3 separate regions of the Mus musculus genome follow, and all the other regions are linked to region 3. Evidence: chromatin contacts called from public HiChIP or PLAC-seq data. All regions are on one chromosome and are shown on one strand. The core of a region is the stretch at or near the end of the contact, and the rest is flanking DNA. Distances in the headings are between cores, read along the strand shown. Region 1 overlaps Evi5 (ecotropic viral integration site 5). Region 2 overlaps Evi5 (ecotropic viral integration site 5). Region 3 has its middle 16 kb from the start of 4930428O21Rik.

Region 1 (3,428 bases), core at 119-2,618, 89 kb before region 3:
TTGTAATTGATTTGTACTTTCCAGCTTCCTAAATTAATAGTTGCACAGTGGGTGATAGTTTATATGCTATGTCGTAGCTGGCAAACTTCTTTCTGTTTGATAAGATTCCATCTGATCCTCAAAGTATATTTCTTTATTGTTTCCCTTTTGAACAACTTAATTAAATTGTAAAATATTTCTCTTTTAGGGCTTTTGCTTCAGGCATTCTAAAATGTAGAAATAGCTAGTTTGTAACTATCTCAACAAAGAGAGCTGGGCATAGGGACTATCCCACCCTGCCTGCTGTCTTGTCATTAGAGTTTGTATATGGCATTTTAGGATCTTCTTCCTGCACACATGTTCCATTGTGGACAGTCTGCAAACACTTGACTAGAGAAGCTCAAAGCCATGAAAAAAGAAAAATACAAATCTGAGAAACTGTTACAGCCAAAGGATCCTAAAGTCATAAATAAATCTATTGCTATGTCTCGGGTCAATGCTTACAACAGAAAAAGCAAGTGGGGAAGTCAGGCCCGGAGCTACAGAAAACAGAGCTGAGTACACTGTGGGCTTCATTCATAATTATGTATCAGTACTGGTTCCTGAATCTTTACAAACATAACTGAAGAATGTAAGATGCTAATGGGGAAAGTGCCTGCTCGGTACATGGAAATACCTTCTCAGTTTTTCTTTAAACCTAAGATTATTTCAAATAATGTCTAATGTAAATTATATCTCATCATTTTTAGAAACTTAGAATTATGTGGAATTTTAAATATCTGTAACAAAAATAATTCACTGCTAGTTAAACTACAATTTATAAGAAACATTTTCTAGCTTTTGTGTCTAAGGCTGATCTTTTCATGTGTACATTTGTCCAATCTTGTCAGAAATGTCACTCTAAAATACTAGTATGTGTTTCTCTTTGTAAGTCAAACTTAGCCATGAAAAAAATGCTAGAAAAATAAGTCTGACTTCTTTTCTTCCTCTGTACTTTTCAGAACACATATCTTATAGATACTCAAATGTGTTTTCATTTTCTTCTGGTTACTAAAAAGACTACTCAAACTTTGTGTTCATAACTTTAAGTTACAGGAAACTGTTTTGAGGATCCATCAGTTAGTTACACACAAGGTTAGTGTGATTTGTTTTTAGATGTTTCAAATGAGTCACCTCAAAGTCATGGAGAGGTTACCACTTACCACATCTTCTGTTCTGATTAACTTTTTTTCTTGGGACTGCGTTGTAAATCAGTAGTAACTTATTAAAGTTAGTGGTTGTTTTCAATGTTTCAGTATTACTTCACTTATTAGCCAGGGTGCTCCCTGTCCTTGGGACTGCGTTGGAAATCAGTAATAACTTATTAAAGTTAGTGCTTGTTCTCTGTTTCAGCACCATTTGGCTCAGGGTGCAACCTGTCAACTGTCTTGCAGTCATCTAGTGCAGTTCCAATGCATAAGGCCTTTGGCTGTAATAGACGAATTGAAAATAACCAATTAGAACAAAACAGTCCTCACTCTGCTGTAAGTTAATATTGTGGCCTCTCTGACCGTTGAACCTAATTTCATAATATAGCCATAAAATGTTATTTAACCTTTAAAATAGTTAAGAGATAGCTTTTTGAAAGTATTCTGTAGAAACAAAGTAGTTTTGAAGGCGAGAGAGCTTGGCTCTGCCTTTGTGTGCTACAATCTCTTCTTTGGTAGTTTTTTTCTCTGTGTCTGTAACATAAAAAATACTTTAAAAATGTAAGCTCTACACTTGCATCTAAGACTAAGCAACCTGTGTTGTGTCATGACCCTGCTAATACCACAGACCTTCTGTAATACTACTCCCAGAGAGAACCCACATCCTATGTATAACCTTAGATTTATTTTGAAATCTTTATGAAGAGAACATGGGGGAGATTACTAATTGTTTCTGTTATTTCCTTTAGGGTTGTATATTTATTTATAACAAGTGTTTTTAATTTTAGCCAACAGGACTAAAATAACAAGGTCTATTAAGTAATTATTTCAAATTCTAGAAGTAATATATAATTTTTTTCTTTTTTTAAAATTAGATATTTTTTTATTTACATTTCAAATGCTATCCCCTTTCCTAGTTTCCCTTCTGAAAACCCACTATCCCTTCCTCTCTCCCCCTGCTCACCAACCCACCCACTCCTGCTTTCTGGCCCTGTCAGTTCCCTATACTGGGACATATAACTTTCACAGGACCAAGGTCCTCTTCCTATAAAAATTTAAAAACCATGTTTTAGGTGAAAATTTTGCTTGTATGTCAGGTATCTGAAGAAAACTCAGGAAGGGGAGAGCCAGTGGACTCAGTAGCCAGCACATATATGTAATCTGGAAAGCAAACGTCAGAGTGGCCAGCACATCGTGCACTGTAGAATGCATGCTGACATGATGCTAGTAAACTGCTGCAAGTGTGCACACTGAAGACCTCATTCTCCTTTGAGACATGGTCTTGTATAGCCCAGGCTGGCTTTGGATTCAAAATCCTTATGTCTTGGCTTGAGTGCTGAATTCAGGCATGTGCCACCATGGCTATCTCTGAACATTTGTAAACCTATTTTATTAATCACTGCTTACATTTTCTTTCTATTTTAGATTTATTTTGTGTTCTTTTTGATTTTTTGTTTACTTTATTGCATGTGGGTGTGAATGTGGGTATGTGTACACCACAGTATGCTGCACATAGAGAACATGGAGCAACTTTGTGGACTCATTACTTCCCTCTTTTAGCGCAAAGTCAGGCTTTCCTACTTTTATTTGCTGAGCCATCTTGCCAGCCTTCTTGATGCATAGCTATAAAATTACTTTGAACAAAATGTTTTTATTTTGTTTTGATGGTGTGTATTTATGCATATATATAATATATATTTTAGTGTTAGAAATTGTACCAAGTTATGATTTTTTAAAAGATTTGTTGCTATGAGTACACTGTAGCGGTCTTCAGACACCCCAGAGGAGGGCCTGTACATATAAAAAAGGGGTATGGTACATGTGGGGACAGTCATTTCCAGCATAGCGACAGCTCCAGGGTGGTGATGTGATACTTAGACATCTTTTTTTTTTTTTAAGATTTTTTTTTAAAAAGAATTATTTATTTTATGTGTGTGAGTACATTTCTTCAGACACACCAGTAGAGGGTGTCAGATCTCATTACAGATGGTTGTGAGCCACCATGTGGTTGCTGGGAATTGAACTCAGGACCTTTGGAAGAGCAGTCAGTGCTCTTAACTGCTGAGCCATCTCCAACCCCAAGTTACGATGTTTTTAACAATTGATAATCTTTCCCATCAATAGAATAGTTAGTCTTTGGTATTCTCTGGATTCATACATATCTTTTAGAAAGAATAAATAGTTACAAGACATTAAATGGAAAAGAGCAAATTTGAAACAGTATTTTACTATTTAGTGTGTTAAAAGTATATTATTGGGGCC
Region 2 (3,391 bases), core at 528-3,027, 67 kb before region 3:
CTTGAACACCTGCTTATCCTTAAAGACCCGGCTCAGCCTTGTCCTTCAGCATCCTCCCTCCTGGACAGTGCCCGGCTTCTCCTGTGGACTTTTTGTGCCCTGGTGTGATACTCCAACATCAGATGCAGTCTCTTCTGCCTGACACAAGGTCTCTGATGGCAGGAGCCTTGCTTGTTTTGTTCTCCTTCAGTTTGCCAGCATCTGGTGCACTGTTTGTGGGTACACATTGGCTTGATCTGATTGATAAAAGCCCATCATATAGCTCCAGCAATTCCTGTTAACATAATTCAGTCCAGTCAGAAGAGAAAGACTTCATGAGGTCATCTTGCTAACAGTCTGAGGGTTTTTTTAATGCTTCATCTAAAGGTTAAATCAAATGAAATATTCATAGTGCTTTGATCTAGCCTTAAAAGTGCAGACTGAAACAAGTGTGAAGTGATTTATTTCCTGTGAGTGGTCATACATTTACATAGAACCTCATACATGCCTAACCTCATCGCCACTGACATTACACAGCTGTCTAAATATTGCTAATGGTTTCAATTGTGTGAAGATCCATCAGCTGCCAGGAAGAAGACCTTCAGCAGTAGTCTCTCTTTGCTTACCCACAGGACTGTGTAGAGCTTCCTTAGTGTGACAGTCTGTAGATGGCTCCCTCCCTTCTACTCTGGACGGGATCAGGTTCTCCAATTCCAAACTTTCTGCCTTTCACATGTTGGTACACAGATCTTCCCTGCTTCTGAATGTGAATTAACCATTGTTTTCAGTGTTTTTAAATGACTTACCTAATGCTGTGCTTGCTTGCTTGCTTCCTTCCTTCCTTCCTTCCTTCCTTCCTTCCTTCCTTCCTTCCTTCCTTCCTTCCTTCCTTCCTTTCTTTCTTTCTTTCTTTCTTTCTTTCTTTCTTTCTTTCTTTCTTTCTTTCTTTCTTTCAAGTTACTAGTGTTTCAGTGAAGTGTCTCAGTATTTTAACCTAGACAATTTCTTAAGTATTGCATCTTAGGATTTTGGATTTTGGCATACAGTGATTAAGAAGTCCCGATCTCCAGATGATCACTTTTATTGGTTTCCTATTTGAGTATTCTGGAAATCTTTTGGTTTGGGTGCTTGTTTCTAGTTTTAATCTCTGTTGTGTTTATAATACAGTTTTTTGGTTTGGTTTGGTTTTTTTGTTTGTTTTGTTTTGTTTTGTTTTTTGAGACAGGGTTTCTCTGTATATCCCTGGCTGTCCTGGAACTCACTCTGTAGACCAGGCTAGACTCAAATTCAGAAATCCACCTGCCTCTGCCTTCCGAGTGTTGGGAGTAAAGGCATGCGCCACCACGCCCGGCACAGTTTTTTAAAAGAAGCTGATAATTAAGAAAAATTTGGGGCCTGGCTGTATGTACGTTATAATTTACAATTCCTGTGCCTAGGAGATCAGGGTAATCCTCAGCTTGGCAGGTGAAAAAAAGAAAGAAAATATATCATGCAATTACCTATTTTCATTTGTTTTCAATTCTGAAATCTGGAAAAAGCTATTAAAGTATTAAGTATTCTATAGAGAATCCAACAAAATAGATGTGTAGAACTTAGCTGCACGTGTGACTGTCCATGTGACTATCATGCTTGATGCCCGCTTTCCTATATGAAGCATAATGTATAGCTAGTTATTGGTGTTGAGTATTGCTACACAAATGTTATTCAGCTTAAAAAGATCTGTGCTTTACAGACACTGATACACAAAGGCAAATGTACAGATGGAGCTCTGCAATCTGATATGACTCAACCTTGGAAACTTACTGCAACTGTTTGCTGCTCACATGACTCACTTCAATAGTTCAGACCTTGTCTAGGAGTGATCAAAGTTCATTTGGTTAGGGGTTTTTTTGGTATGCGGATGGCTTTTTCCACTTTGTTGTGGATTGATTGTCTTTCAAAATACCCAGTGCTCTTTCCTCATTTTTAAATCTCAGAATGTGGAACTTGTCTGGACCATGCAATCTCTGCTCACACATGGAGAAGTTAGTTTAACTTGAATAATATACATCATTATCTATAAAATGCCATATAAATGTTTTTATTAATATCTTACTAATTGTGAGAATTACTTTGTTTAGATGTCAAAATTGGAAAAATGCCATTCATGTCTCTTTAAAATCAAGTAAAAATGAACTCTAGTTCTTGATAAGTTAATGATATTCTAGAATGTGCCGTAAAAAATGCAAACACAGAGAGAACATGTTATCTCCCTTGACTCCGGGGGCACTTGCCCAGGTTACCGGATTTTCTCAGCACAGATTTCTCTGCTACTTAGTATTGGTCTCTATCTAGAAGCTTCAAAACTCTGAAATTAGGTCAATTGTTTGTTTTACAAAGAAATTTAGCATACTGTGGCTTAGTTTCTAGAGTAGACTGATGGTAGTTCTAAAATACTTACATGTACTTAAAATCTCTGCAGATTCTTCCTATTCGAAAATTTTAGTGCCAATCTTAATGTGAAATAGTTGTAGTTGTTGCTACTAGCTTTTGGTGTTTGAGTTTTCACTATCATGCAGTTAGAAACTCTGCTGCTTCCTGTCAAAGCCTAACTAAATTCATCAGACTATGAACATAACAGTTTCCTGTTTTCTTATTAACTATACAGCATTTTGTGCCTTATTCTTTGTGCGTTATAGATCTCATTACCCTCCTTTGTCAGTGCCAAATTGTTGGGGTTTCCATGCTCACAGAGAAAGCCTGAGTTCTGATTTCTCTGTGTTAGTGCAGGACTAAGGTTTTATTAATTTTTAAAGTTGTGATAAATGTGTCCAGTATCTTAAATGTTGTTTATATACATTCTTCATGTTCTTACTTCTACTCTGTTTCTTCACGCATAACATGATGAAGTAGTGCACATCAGGTAAGAAGCAGCGCCCTCCCTCCTGCCCCGCTCCCCGTGTGTTTCCGTCTGTCTGATTGCTGATATTTGCATCTAACATGGAAATGGGTGGCATGAATGTGCTCAGGGCCTGTCCAAAATTCTACCAGCTTTTTAACGTAGTTCACGTCTTACTGAATCAGAATGCTAAATTATTCAAAACTGATTTTAAAATCATCCCTGTAGTCCAAGGACTAAAGATAGAGATAAAATATATGTCTAGTAACAAATGTTTTGTGCTTTTCTGGAAAGCTTCCGTAGAATGTAAAACTCCAGCATCAGACCTGTCTATGTTCTCAACCATGGACAAGGACCTGGGTTCAGAACCCAATGACTGAATGAATAAATGAATTCTTTTGTTTTTTTGGTTGAGATAGGGTTTCATTTTATTGCCCAGGCTGGGGTTACAGGTCTGTGCCACTGCACTTGGCTAGTAAGTTGGTTTTGTTTGTTATTTTATAAGTTGGGTTGCATGTAAGCAGTGCTTTTTTT
Region 3 (3,620 bases), core at 47-2,546:
AGTTTTCATATTACAGGGCTTATGTTAACACAGAGAAGCAAGGGTCGGGAGGAGACGAACAGGGGTCAGCCAGATGGTTCAGCATTGCTTGCTCCTCATCCTAAGGACCTGAGTTTGATTCCCAGAACCACAATGCGGAAGGAGAAAACGGACTCCTAAAAGTTGTCTTCTGATATGCATACATACACAATAACTAAGTGTTTTTAAAATGTAAAAAGCATCAACGAAAAACCCAATAAACCAACCAGGAGCTGAGGAATTTGTAGTTCAGTGTCAGAGTTTATGGTTATTTGATATGCACTAGAACCTGGTTTTATCCCTAACACTAACGAATAAAATCGTCAGCTTTCAATTTTACCATTAAACAGGAGAGGACTAGACACAGATTACGATTTTCTGAAGACCACTAACTAGGATTGGGGAATTCTCTGGAGTGGAGCTCAGCTTGCCTCCTGTGAGTGTGTTTCTGCCTGTGTCAGGGTAGCGCCATCCACTGAGGCCACACCCCTGATATATCTTTTATTTATTTATTTTTACAGGGAGGAGTTATTTGTTCTTGCTCATGCCTTGTATTTTCTTTATGTTCGAAGATGTCATCAAATGATCCCCTTTGGATTCTTCGCTAAAGGTTTGTGGAGTTGCATTTGAAGTCTTCCCTCACAAACAGCTTGTTTCAACACTACCATGGCACTAACCGATCCGTGAGAAGCTCACTCACTGTCACAAAGCAGCCCTGGAAGGTAGTGAGTCTCATGGCCCTCACTCGCAGGTTGTCCACTGTAAACGGAGCTAGTGAACCCTGCTAGCCAGTGCGCTGGCAGGACAGCCCAGCAGCTGGCTTTCAGAAGGGACCTGAGCATCGCTCCCACTTGGATTTCTCAGACTTGTCAGTTCGCAAGTGTTCTTTCTTTAGCCAAGAAAGACAAAACCACCTCCGGGTGTACTGCCCCAGGGCTGTTTTGAGAGCATTTCTAAGAGCCTCTAAGGAAGGTGTATATCCACATCTCTGATTTATGTAAAACGATCCGCCCCAAACCAAAACAGACCCTTTGCCTCCGCGGTCTGGCCTGCTTCCCAGCTGTTGGCATTCTCCGGAATCACTCGCAGCACCGGCTGCTCCACCAGAGCTGGCGCAAAGTCAACAGCTCCGCCAGGCAGGCGCCCCACCCGCCATTTGATTTTGTTAAATCACTCCTTTGGCTAATATTTCAGGGACAGACACGCGACGCATCTGGCTCCGGCTAGATATTTTCAGTCTCTCGGATCCCAAGGTAAATATTTGCAGGGTCGATGGCTGCAAAGTAGGCGGGCGTGAAGCGGGGCGGGTCCCCAGCTTCCACTCAAGGCCGGCGCAGCTGCTGCAGCGCCCCGCCCCTTCTCCCACGCCCCGCCCACTTCCCCCATGAGCCCCAGCGCGGCCCGCTCGTAGCTTCGTGTGTGCAGCGCATGGCTGGACTTCAGCTTCCGCGAGGCTGGTTTCGAGGTGAGGCGCGCGTGATGCCCCGTTGCCATCCTGTAAAGCTCGTGCTTGCACTTTTGTTTATTTTCAGTTTTATTTTTAGCAGATATTGTTTCTGTTCTCCCCCCCCCCCAACCTCTGCTAGGCAAGTACACGTGGTCACGTGTGGAGTCAGGAGGAAGGGTAAGGAGGCTTCGGAGAACCTGGGACAGGTTTGGTTTGAGGGGCCAGGTTTGTCTGAAGTACCCTCTGAGACTTCCTCCTGGGAAGAGATTCCATTGTGTCAGGATTTTCCTACACACGTGGGCACATTTTAGGAAGAGTTACAAAGTGGGCTTTGGTGCTAGGAAAAGGTGGATTAGGTCAAGGATATATTAGATATACATTTCTTTATTGTGGCAGGATAGCTTAGGTGTAAACAAAGGAGCCCATGTGGAGACCATGATGGGAAACCTCCAACCCTTGGTTTGGCCTACTCGAGACCTACAATTCTTTGGACATATAGTTCAAGTGAGCATTTAAAAGAACAGAAACCAAATATGTGGTAGCATGTTAAACACTCAGCCCTGCAGTGATATGCTTGTAATCTGTTGCTTTAATTTGTTTCCTCCCCCACTGAGTTGGAGGGCGGGACTACGGTGTGATGGATGATATTAGGGTTGTACAGCTGTAGAGTCAGATGCATCCTTATTTTAAATGCTCACATTTTGTTCATCGTGGCTCCTGTAAAATATTAACGATGTGCCTACTACACCCACCTAGGGAAGGGTATTCTTGAAAAGTGTTAGCAAAAGTCAATAAATAAAACCTTTACAAGTTCTCCTGAAATTAGAAATCAGATTGAATCCCAGGCATCCAGACTCCAGGCTTTGCCTTAAACCTGTGCAGAGTGGATGGATCTAGCTAGGCCATATAGATCTTTTTTGGCTGCAGCTAAAACATTTACTGGCAGCAGGATCAGATCCTACTCCTCGTGGTAGCTGGGTCCTCCCTTGGAGCCCCCTCTGCTGTCTTCTCTTACTGCTAATTGACTTCCTGAATCCCCACAGCAGCTGCTGGAAACCTTTCCAGCTCTTCCTGCTGTGGTTTGTGCTGGTGACCAGTTCCCATTTCCACCATCCTCACCTGGGACCTTCATCTCCAGATCCCCCCACTTCTTTATATTTTCAGGGTGTCCTTTCCCTCCCTAAGCTGAATTCTTCCTCAGCGCTCTGGCCATATTTTCCTCAAGGCTAATAATTTCTCCCAATCTCATCATCAACCTCTTTTAAGTTTTTTGTTTGTTTGTTTGTTTTGTTTTTTATGTAAGAGTCATGAATATTTTTAGTAAGAAACTTGGGGGAGCTTAGGGAGATGGCTCAGTTAGAAGAGAACTTGCCGTATAAACATGGATCCTGGAGTTTAGTTTGCCAGTACCCATATTAAAGACCAGGTGTAGTGTCATAGTTCTGTAATCCCAGTTCTGGGGGCAAAGACAAGCAGATCCTGGGGGCTTGGTGTCTAGCTGTCATGGTTTGAATATTCTTGGCCCAGGGAGTGGCACTATTAAGGAGGTGTGGCCCTGTTGAAGTAGGTGTAGCCTTGTTGGAATGTGTCACTGTGGGCGTGGGCTTTAAGACCCTCATCCTAGCTGCCTGGAAGCCAGTCTTCTCCTTGCAGCCTTCAGATGAAGATGTAGAACTCTCAGTTCCTCCTGCACCATGCCTGCCTGGATGCTGCCATGTTCCCGCCTTGATGATTGTGGACAGAACCTCTGAACCTGTAAGCCAGCCCCAATTAAATGTTGTCCTTATAAGAGTTGCCTTGGTTGATGGACCATCTAGAGACTGCCATATCCAGGGATCCATCCCATAATCAGCCTCCAAACGCTGACACCATTGCATATACTAGCAAGATTTTGCTGAAAGGACCCAGATATAGCTGTCTCTTGTGAGACTATGCCGGGGCCTAGCAAACACAGAAGTGGATGCTCACAGTCAGCTATTGGATGGATCACAGGGCCCCCAATGGAGGAGCTAGAGAAAGTACCCAAGGAGCTAAAGGGATCTGCAACCCTATAGGTGGAACAACATTATGAACTAACCAGTACCCCAGAGCTCTTGACTCTAGCTGCATATGTATCAAAAGATGGCTTAGTCGGCCATCACTGCAGAGAGAGGCC

The links. HiChIP or PLAC-seq counts read pairs in DNA pulled down with a chosen protein or histone mark.
Region 1: a BATF HiChIP or PLAC-seq map of CD8 T cells shows a contact between it and region 3, with 35 read pairs. The contact joins two enhancer-like sites. A contact is called at or near these places in 2 of 15 datasets of contacts at CTCF or cohesin (CD8 T cells and large pre-B cells), 23 of 484 Hi-C or Micro-C datasets (the BV-2 cell line, the Ba/F3 cell line, CD4 T cells and 17 more) and 5 of 115 datasets of contacts at active chromatin or transcription factors (CD8 T cells, acute myeloid leukemia, bone marrow-derived dendritic cells and 2 more).
Region 2: a BATF HiChIP or PLAC-seq map of CD8 T cells shows a contact between it and region 3, with 31 read pairs. The contact joins two enhancer-like sites. A contact is called at or near these places in 2 of 15 datasets of contacts at CTCF or cohesin (CD8 T cells and the G1E-ER4 cell line), 7 of 484 Hi-C or Micro-C datasets (CD8 T cells, the G1E-ER4 cell line, T follicular helper cells and 3 more) and 4 of 115 datasets of contacts at active chromatin or transcription factors (CD8 T cells, the HPC-7 cell line, bone marrow-derived macrophages and 1 more).

The regions. Positions count from the first base shown.
Region 1 is chr5:107,775,346-107,778,773 of GRCm38.p6, reverse strand. All of the region lies in intron 18 of Evi5 (ecotropic viral integration site 5), which reads left to right. Among named protein-coding and RNA genes, the nearest start is that of Gm42147, 36 kb to the right of the region's middle. Within about 2 kb of position 1,368, at least 26 of the 459 cell types and tissues checked have an H3K27ac peak or open chromatin away from gene starts, as enhancers often do. A contact at or near this core is called in CD8 T cells, Th1 cells, Th17 cells and 2 more, where this site is marked.
Region 2 is chr5:107,753,372-107,756,762 of GRCm38.p6, reverse strand. All of the region lies in intron 19 of Evi5 (ecotropic viral integration site 5), which reads left to right. Among named protein-coding and RNA genes, the nearest start is that of Gm42147, 14 kb to the right of the region's middle. Within about 2 kb of position 1,777, at least 49 of the 459 cell types and tissues checked have an H3K27ac peak or open chromatin away from gene starts, as enhancers often do. A contact at or near this core is called in CD8 T cells, T follicular helper cells, bone marrow-derived macrophages and 1 more, where this site is marked.
Region 3 is chr5:107,685,812-107,689,431 of GRCm38.p6, reverse strand. No RefSeq gene overlaps it. Among named protein-coding and RNA genes, the nearest start is that of 4930428O21Rik, 16 kb to the left of the region's middle. RefSeq lists an enhancer at 443-2,670. Within about 2 kb of position 1,296, at least 218 of the 459 cell types and tissues checked have an H3K27ac peak or open chromatin away from gene starts, as enhancers often do. A contact at or near this core is called in CD8 T cells, T follicular helper cells, Th1 cells and 4 more, where this site is marked.